Linked DNA regions of Danio rerio: region 1 is linked to region 2. The links are chromatin contacts, called in public Micro-C maps. All regions are on one chromosome and are shown on one strand. Each heading gives the region's core, a stretch centred on a gene start, on an enhancer-like site or on the middle of the called end of the contact. The rest is flanking DNA. Distances are from core to core; before and after follow the strand shown. Region 1 holds the start of reep6 (receptor accessory protein 6). Region 2 holds the start of thop1 (thimet oligopeptidase 1).

What was found. A called contact is a pair of places that touch in the nucleus more often than the background predicts.
Region 1: a Micro-C map of caudal fin shows a contact between it and region 2, with 5 times the contacts expected there. The contact joins the promoter of reep6 here to the promoter of thop1 in region 2. A contact is called at or near these places in 3 of 18 Hi-C or Micro-C datasets (caudal fin, hematopoietic stem cells and an unstated tissue) and 2 of 4 datasets of contacts at active chromatin or transcription factors (caudal fin and embryo).

What each region holds. Positions count from the first base shown.
Region 1 is chr11:7,348,666-7,353,351 of GRCz12tu, reverse strand. It overlaps reep6 (receptor accessory protein 6), which reads right to left and starts at 1,411. Exons shown (of 7, transcript NM_001004656.2): 1 at 1,207-1,411. The coding sequence starts at 1,333. zgc:113223 reads left to right here and starts at 1,680. Exons shown (of 8, transcript NM_001013551.1): 1 at 1,680-1,899; 2 at 2,124-2,181; 3 at 4,536-4,660. The coding sequence starts at 1,825.
Region 2 is chr11:7,272,997-7,278,087 of GRCz12tu, reverse strand. thop1 (thimet oligopeptidase 1) reads right to left here and starts at 2,921. Exons shown (of 13, transcript NM_001002355.1): 1 at 2,877-2,921. The coding sequence starts at 2,889.

The sequences.
Region 1 (4,686 bases), core at 162-2,661, 77 kb before region 2:
TTTAGGACTGCTCGAATTGCTTAAGACCCCCAAATCAATAAATCTGTCCCTGGTCCTATAAAAAGGATGAGTGTTGTTGAATAGTTTTTGGACACCTTGGAAGAAATGTTTTGATCCTCTTGAAATGTTGACTACTGTATATATGAAACTTCTAAAAGCAATCTGAATTTTTCTTTCTTTCTCATTTTTTCCTATGTTTTGCTATTTCACTTTCAGGGCAAAGAAAACAATTTATTTATTTTCAATATTCATGTGTACATTTATTTATTTTAAAAACAAATGTCATCAACAAATTTGATCCAAATATTTTTAGCTATGTTGTCCCTGCTTTAGCCGTTTTCATTTATGATTTTTAAAAGAGTGTTTTAACAATACAATCACATTAATAACCATAACACTCAATCAAGTACAATAATAAACAAGGAAAAAAGAAATTAAAGAAAATAAAACATAGTAAAATAAAATATAAAAACAGAGTACAGAAACAATTCAAGTCACAAGGAAAATTCTGCAAATTAGGTAAGGATTAAGAAAATTTGTGAATAAAATATTTACCCAATAAAATAAATAATTTGTCTAAAGTTCATGTTTTATCAATTTATTTAATATTTTCACATCAATTTACAGATCATTTCGCTATACATGTAAACATTCTTTTCTAACCACCCTCCACCACAATCCCACCCTCACAGTCACAAGACAGAACAGCTGATGTATAAAATAAGGGAAATAAACAATTAACAAACAATGAGGACAAATAAAAGATTAAAGCAATGAAGTCATACTTTTCTATAAGTATTTTCAGTCAATGTAACATCCAAGTTATTCATGTATTCAATAAATTTACCTCAAGTCTTTTCAAACATTGATGTTTTTCTTTAAAATATTAATTTTTTTTCAACAGGAACATACGATGAAAGGTAAGTATATATATATTCTGTTATGTTTGTCATGAGAATAGTAAAAAATTATATCACACATGGAAAAAATCAATGTTAAACTTACATTTTGATGTAAACAATTATGATTTTATAAGAATCTGAATTTACATTGCAATGGCGTAACATGGAAACAGAGCCTCGGCTGACCCGTCCACCTGTTGCTTAAAGATACGTTAACTATTGTTTATGACAATGGGTAGACTACCCTACTCTATCACATTTTCTACAAGATATGAACAAGTTTTTACAATAAATTAAGACTTACCGTACGCTAAGTAACGTTTCTTGATACCAGTTTTTTCTTCAATTTTATTGAGACAGTCGGTGACAATATTCTTCTCGTTTAAAAAAGCCTCGACGCGGTCCTTAATCTTTGTAAATATGGCAAACATGATGACTTAAAAGAAACTCGTGTCGTTATACGAAGAACATGAATGGGGTTTAATTAGTTGTCTAGGATAGTTTCGCTGACTGAAGAGACTCAATCCGCTTACTGTCAGACTACAGTGACGTGTCTGTGGGGAGGATCAAGACTCATGACTGACAGCAGAAATACTGTGATTATTCAAGTTGGAAAACCGTATCATCTCTTCTTTAACGCGTAAAAATAATTCAAATAAAACAGCAAATGCTTAAGAAATCGCTTATATATGGTTTTAAGGCTGCAAATGACATTGATACGTTTGAGTAATAAACAGTTGCTACCATTAGGGGTCGCTGCTCAACTTGTATTAACATAGACACACAGGTATGTGAATACCTGGAGCAGACAAGCAATTACACGTCGTTATGGCGAAACTTAGGCGATAACTGCAAAAAACTGCTAACATTAGCTGTGAATTATTTAAAGCTGCTTTTTAGTTTTTAATTTAAGGACAAAGAAATGAAAACCAAAAGGAATAAGAAATCTTTCAGAGCCGTGAAGTACACGTTATTTGTGTGCTGCTACGTATTCTGGGTAAGTTCATTTCTTGTGATCGTTGTAATGAAGAGATTTTATTAATATATTTTATTTAAATGTGAAATATATTCATATGCTAGGACTTTATGTTATGTATGATTTAACGTTGTGCCTTGTGTTGCTAGCAAAAGTCCAAATCCTGAGTCTTTCTGTTTCATACTTCTGGAATGTATCCTGTATGTGTTTGTTTTGAGCAGATTGTTGTTGCTGTTGTGTTTAAGGTGTTCAGTGCTGGTCTAATTGCTGTTGGGATCTATGCAAAAATTGCCAAAGAGTCAGGTATTTCATTATCATATTCATTCATTCAGTTGCTTTAATGAAATTTGAAACAAACACATAGTGAAATCACATTAGCCTACATTATGATTACAATATCAGAAATGATATACACAACAGGTCAAAATTTTGGGGTCAGTGTGATTTTTAAATGTTTTAAAATAAGCTTCTCCTGCTCGCCAAGACTGCATTTATTTAATCACAATACAGTACAAATTGTAAAATGCTTTTGTACTGTTAAATAACTGTTTAAAAGTAGTTTATAATTTAATTTAATCATTTATTCAAGTGCTTTTTAAGATTAATTTTCAGCTTCATTACTCCACTCTTCAGAGTCACATGATCCTTCAGAAATCACTCTAATATGATTTATTATTGTTATTATTATCATTAATATTATTATTATTAATGGTAATTGTAAAAAACAATAATGACTAGAGTAATAATTTAATTTGAAACTATATACAATAAGCAAACAGTTATTTAACATTTTAATCAATGTTTAACTATTTAACTTTATAAATAAATAAATAATTAATTAAATAAGCAGATTCAGTGATGGGCTATAAATTTGTAATAAAACAAATAGTGATTATAAAAACAATGACCAAAATAGTAAAAAATAAATAAATGTCATACTAAATTTGGTTGTAGACAGTTCTTTACTTAAATAAAGAAAAAAGCATTTAGTTGGTATCTGCATAGATTGGCTGATATCAATATTTGCTGTGCTATACCATACTTATGCTCTGATCTTGACTATTAATATGCACAAACCAGCAGATAACAACCAAACACAAAGCCGTCTTTAGTTAAACAGCTTTCCAAACAACCATTTAACCTCTCATCTTACTTGGGTCATGATGAGTGACAAAAAATGTCTTTGTGCCAATTAGCAGAAAAAAAGCTGGTAATAATTGATCCTCTAATAACAGATATTACTTCTAATAAGCATCTGGCATTGCTGAACTTACCTTACATACATAGTAGAATGGAAACCAGTGAAGAAAGATATCCGAGAAGAATTCACCCACGCTGAAGAAGCCGTAGATTACCCAGTACGTGAGCCACTGCGTGTCATCCTCCTTACCAGGACTTTCTATGGCTTTGATACTAAAAAATGTAAATATCATGTAAATGATATGGCAGTTAAGACAACTTACAGCAATCAAACTCAACATAATAAAGAACTCACGAGAAATATGCAGGATAAACAAAGCCAATCAGACTGCATTTATTTAATCAAAATACAGTACAAATTGTAAAATGCTTTTGTACTGTTAAATAACTGTTTAAAAGTAGTTTATAATTTAATTTCATCATTTATTCAAGTGCTTTTTAAGATGAATTTTCAGCTTCATTACTCCACTCTTCAGAGTCACATGATCCTTCAGAAATCACTCTAATATGAATTATTATTGTTATTATTATCATTAATATTATTATTATTATTAATGGTAATAGTAAAAAAACAATAATGACTAGAGTAATAGTTTTAATTTGAAACTATATACAATAAGCAAACAGTTATTTAACATTTTAATCAATGTTTAACAATTGAACTTTTTTATTTAAACAAATGCTGCCTTGATAAACATAATAAATTTCCTAAAAAAACATGAAAAAATAAATAAAACTGACCCCAAACTTTTGACCATTAGTGTGTATTAAAACAAGATTTGATTCACAATTAATTCACTTATACTGTAGTTATTAGGGCTGAACAATATATCATTTGAGCATTGATGTGGCATTGTAGTCACATCAAAGGATTAGATTATTCATTCATTCATTTATTTTTTTCAGCTTTTAGGGTTTGGGTGATCTGCCACTTCAATAATCAAAAATCATGGTTAATTCATTCACTTATTTTCCTTCCAGCTTAGTCCCTTTAATAATCAGGGGTTGCCACAGTGGAATGAACCGCCAACCTATCCAGCATATGTTTTATGCAGCAGATGCCCTTTCAGCTGCAACCCATCACTGGGATAAACCCAAACACTCTCACTCACACACATACACAGACATTTTAGCTTACCCAATTCACCTGTACCGCTTGTCTTGCGTAGGAAACCGGAGCACCCGGAGGAAACCCACATTAACACTGGGAAAACATGCAAACATCACACAGTAATGCCAACAGACCCAGTCGAGGCTCGAACCAGCAACCTTCTTGCTGTGAGGCGACAGCGCTACCCACTGCGCAACCAGTCATAGTTAATGATTTAATAATAGCAAGAATTGTATCTTAAAATAAAGATAGAGAAAGTTACCTTTTCATTAAGACTTGGTAAATGGATGCTTGCTAAATGTAAACATTCACAGTTGGTGTTAACATCTTTATCAATGCTTCACAGATGTAGTGGATACGCTGATGGCAGATCCAGCACTGCTGTTGATTGTTGTGGGTTCTCTCATGTTCACCATCACTTTCCTCGGCTGTTTTGGAGCGCTGCGTAACGCCTCCTTGCTGCTCAACATGGTCTGTTTTGTTGCAATATGTACAGT
Region 2 (5,091 bases), core at 1,672-4,171:
TAGTACTTGTTATGAAAGTAGGGTAAACTAAATTTGAGGTTTATCTCATCAAGCGGCAAATGAAAGTGTATATCTGAACCTCCTTGTATTTACAAAATATTTCCTCTTAGCACTAAAAGTTGATCCAAATAACAGTAAAAGTTTTTCTAATAAATATCTCTTAAATCCCATTCAAAGCCAATGAGATAAACTTTACTAAAGAATGGAGAGAAGTTTTAAAGAGGTTGGTCATCATTTACACACCTATCACTTGATTTGATGAAGATGATTTGAAGCTGGAAACGTTTAACCACTGACTTCTATATTACTTGTTTTTCCTACTATGGAAGTTAAATGGTTTTAGGTTTTCAGCTTTCCTCAAAGTATCTACTTTAGTGTTTTCAACGTACATTTTCATTTTTGGGTGAACTGTCCTTTCAAGCTAAGAGTAAGGGCAGGGTTGACTTTGTTGCTATGGATGATGTCATCACGCTTACTAAATGTGCGCACAGTGATTGGCTGATGGGGAGGAAAGGAGTCTCTGCCAGAGATTTATGTGGAGCGCAATGTTATGTTGCCATATAAAAAAAAAAAAGTTTAAAAATAAAAATTCAAATAAATACATTTATTACTTAAAAGCAGGCTAAAGCAGGTCGCACACCAGAAGCGCCGCTCGGCGCCGCGACACGGCGCGCACATGACAGTTTAAAGTATCACACACCAGACGCGCACATTCGAGGGATATTTAACATGAAACTAATCAGATGGCGCTCTGTGGCGCGTCTGAAAAATGAACTGCGTCCTGAGCCATCGCCGGGCGCCGCCGACAGCTGCCGACTTGCGGTGCCGGTGTGTGTATCCTGATTGAAACCTATGTTTAGAATTCTAAAATACATGGCGCTGCGTGGCGCTGCGCGCCGCTGAGCGGCGCTTCTGGTGTGCGACCTGCTTAATGATCTGGATCTCATGAACCGATCACAAGCTAATTACCCTCACCTGCCTAGTTAACCTGATTAACCTAGTTAAGCCTTAAATTTCACTTAGGGCTGTATAGAAGCGTATTGAAAAATATCTAGTCAAATATTATTGACTGTCCTCAAGGCAAATATAAAGTAAATCAGTTATTATTAGAGATGAGTTTTTAAAACTTATGTTTAGAAATGTGTTGAAATAATCTTCTCTTCGTTAAACAGAAATTGGCGAAAAAAACAAACAGGGCTAATAATTCTGACTTCAACTGTTTAAAAAAAAAAAACCAAAAAAAAAACCACTTTTCTTTTTTAGTTTATTTTATTATACATTTAATATAAACCTCAAACCAAATTCTTATGAAAAAGAATTTCAGGGTCAAGAAAACAGATTGTAAGCGTATGTTATTAAAATATAAAAATATTTCTTTAAAAAAATGCATTTTATCAAAGTTTACAGTAACAGAAACATCTCCAAAACAGCTCTTTTGAAATATTTAGCTTGTTTTAGACATCTCAGACTTCAAGTAAAGATTTTCTTCCAATGTTACGTTATAGTAATTTCTTACAACATAATTAGGACATTTATTTTAATGGATTTAAATACACTAATTAAAAATAAAAGTGCATTGTTTGCCATTTTTCCTAGCAATTTTGTTTTATGTTTTATCTATTTTCTGTAAAGCTGCTTCTGAGCATGATATACTCACACCTAAATAACTATAAGATACATGTTTAAGGGATTATATGCAACATCCTTAATATTATACTATGCATATCCATATGGTAAAATTAAACTATTTTATTTTCTAGTTTATTTTAAATATATGCTGAAATTAAAGATATTTCATTCAAGCCTCAAACCAAACGGTGTCAAAAAAAGTATTTTAGGGTCAAGAAAACAGTGCGTGTATGTTATTTAAAATAAAAAATATGCAATAAAAGAATTGCATTTTAAACCATTCAAAGAAACTTCCATAAACATTTTTATTAGTCAGCTTGCTATAGACATATCATAGATCAAGTAAAGTGTTTCTTTCAATTTTACTTTATTGTATTATCTTACAAAATAAGTAGGCAATTTATTTTAATGGATTTAAATACCTTATTTAAATGAATGAAAAATAAATTTATAAATGTTTTAATTTGTTTTAAAAATATCAAAAATGTCCATAAAGGCATTAATTTATAAAATATGAATTTTAAAATATATACTTCTATAGACATTTACATTTATATACAAAATTTTGCACGTGTGTGTGTGTGTGCGTTTTATATAACAGCAGAACATTCATACCTGAGAGTATGCATAAGCAAAAGAAAACCAAATTAAAAGCATGATCAGCTGTTACTTCTTGCCCTGAGGATGAATGAAAACAAGCATATATTCAAAGAAAAAAATGGATGTGGTAGTTTAAAAGCTAGTTTAACGAACATAAAACGAATGAAATAACTGTTAAATTGACTTACATTCCCGTTTTTCTTTAAATTTGATAAGTTACGTTTTATAGCGAGTTATTAAATCCTGGTCAACGAGCTCGATTCAACGCGACGTCTAAATATGTTGACGCTAAAGCAGATTCATAAATAATAAAAAGCGTCACAATATCAAGACAATGGTTTTCTAAATGCGGACACCGTAATGATTAACGAATCTTTAGCATCATAAAACTTTAGGCCTGGTCGGTGTGAAGACAAACTTAATGGCAAATCTCGTGTTTTCAATGTCAGATTCTGAGTGCGGATGCAGAGCTGAGCTGAGCGGCACCAGCTGACCCGAACATCACAGCTGACCCGCCGTATATTAGCTCAGCACGCTAACGAGACAAAAATACAATGTTAAGAATTTCTCTCAAAAACAAGACTGTTAGGTTTACGTTTTTATATCCTCACGACATAATACAAGCGCTGGAATTAGGTATTTCTTACCTGTAGGTGCCATTTCTCGACTCAATCAGAACACCGCGTGTACCAACGATTCAAAGCACCTATAATAACCGCTCACTCATTCTTCCTGCTCCGGTCACATGACCACCTGGGGAGCTCATTGATTGGTTGGAGGCTTCAGTGAATTTATGAAATGTATAATATAATATAACTTGTGGTTTTACGGTAAGCTCTGCAACCTAAACACATGTATTTCACTAAAGAAAGAGAAGTAAACACGAATTTTAATATATAGGTGAAATATATTAATTTAGCTTATGTAACAACTCTCATTCCAGTAACGTTAGATGACAGCTGTGCAAGCGGGACTTTAGCCTTTTGTAGTTGTACTGTAACCGTATACGGCAGAGTATTGTGGTTTTTATGGTATTAAAGTCTTATTTTACTGTACTCTCTATTAGGGGTGCAATAAAACATTCTTCTCACGGTTTGGTTTTAGGGCACGGTTTCTGTACGGTTCGGTACATTCAGTAAAAAGCACTCTTAAATAAGACTAAAACGGAAGTAAACTCTACAAGCAAAATACAATACAAAAACAGTAGAATATATTTTAAATAACATTTGACTAGATATTTTTCAAGACACTTCTATACTGCTTAAAGTGACATTTAAAGGCTTAACTAGGTTAAGTTAACTTGGCAGGTTAGGATAATTAGGCAAGTTATTGTATAACAATGGTTTATAGACTATCCAAAAAATATAGCTTAAAGGGGCTAACAATTTTGACCTTAAATGGTGTTTAAAATATATTTTATTTAAAAAATTGCTTTTATTCTAGTCAAAATGAATCAATTAAGACTTTCTCCAGAAGAAAAAAAAAATCGACCCAGCGACCTTCTTGCCGAGGCGACAGCACTACCTACTGCGCCACTGCTTTGACCTGTTTAAATTCCGCTCATACAAATTGAATGCAACCACTTATTTTATGATGTTTGATTAAAGATGAAATACATTTTTACAAATTAATGAAGTGCGCAGATACATTTAAAGTAACAAAGTTATTAAGAAAGTTCATTTGTAACACCTAAAAGAGGGTGTACTTGAAAAAAACTGACTTCCATAAATTGCCTCTGACTAGAGTAAAGTATAAACCAATTGAAGACTTATCTACTCCTTAGTCTAAACCAGGGCTGCCCAAACTCAGTCTTGGAGGGCTGGTGTCATGCAGATTTTAGTTCCAAGTTGCCTCAACACACCTGCATCAATTATGATAAGGAGTTTAGTGTTAAAGCTAAACCTGTGCAAAGCTTCGGCCCTCCAGAAACTGAGTTTGACTCCTGTGGTCTAAACAGTCACTGCGTCGTTGAGAAATCTCTTGAAGTCGGGCGCCATCTGCTGGCAGTGTGTGGAAATACAGTATCTGTTTTAGTAAGTTGTGTTATAGTTAGGCCAGAATGCAGGACAAATCGTTCTCCTACAACATTGGCCTGACTTGTATTAACAAATAGATGTCAGTAACTCAAACTGTTTTGTTTTTGTGCTCCGGTTCCCCCCACAGTCCAAAGACATGTACTATAGAGGAATTGAATAAGCTAAATTGGCCATAGTGTATGTGTGTGAATAAGTGTGTATGGATGTTTCCCAGTGATAGGTTGCAGCTGGAAAGGCATCTGCTGCGTAAAACATATGCTGGATAAGTTGCCAGTTCATTTTGCTGTGGCGACCCCTGATGAATAAAGGGATTAAGCCGAAAAGAAAATGAATGAACAAATCTATTAATGTTGTCAGAAAACAAAGAAAACAGAAAATAGTAGGATGGTTGGTTTACGACAACAGGGAGCCTGGATGGCGTGGGTGAAATTAAATGAGTGCAAAGATACTTGGGCTGAAAGGAAGGCTTGAAGGAACGCTTCACACACACACACACACACACACACATATATATACATACATACACACACACACACACACATATATAGTCATGGCCACTTTATTAGGTATACTTCACTAGTACTGGGTTGGACCCGCTTTTGCCTTCAGAACTGCCTTAATCCTTTGTGGCATAGATTCAACAAGGTACTGGACATATTCCTCAGAGATTTTGCTCCATATTGACATGATAGCATCACATGGTCAGCAACAATACTCAGGTAGCAGATGCTATTGCAGGTAGGCTGTGGCGTTGACACAATGCGCGTACTATATAGGCCAAAAGTGTGCCAAGAAAATATCCCCGACACCATTACATGTAGTGTTG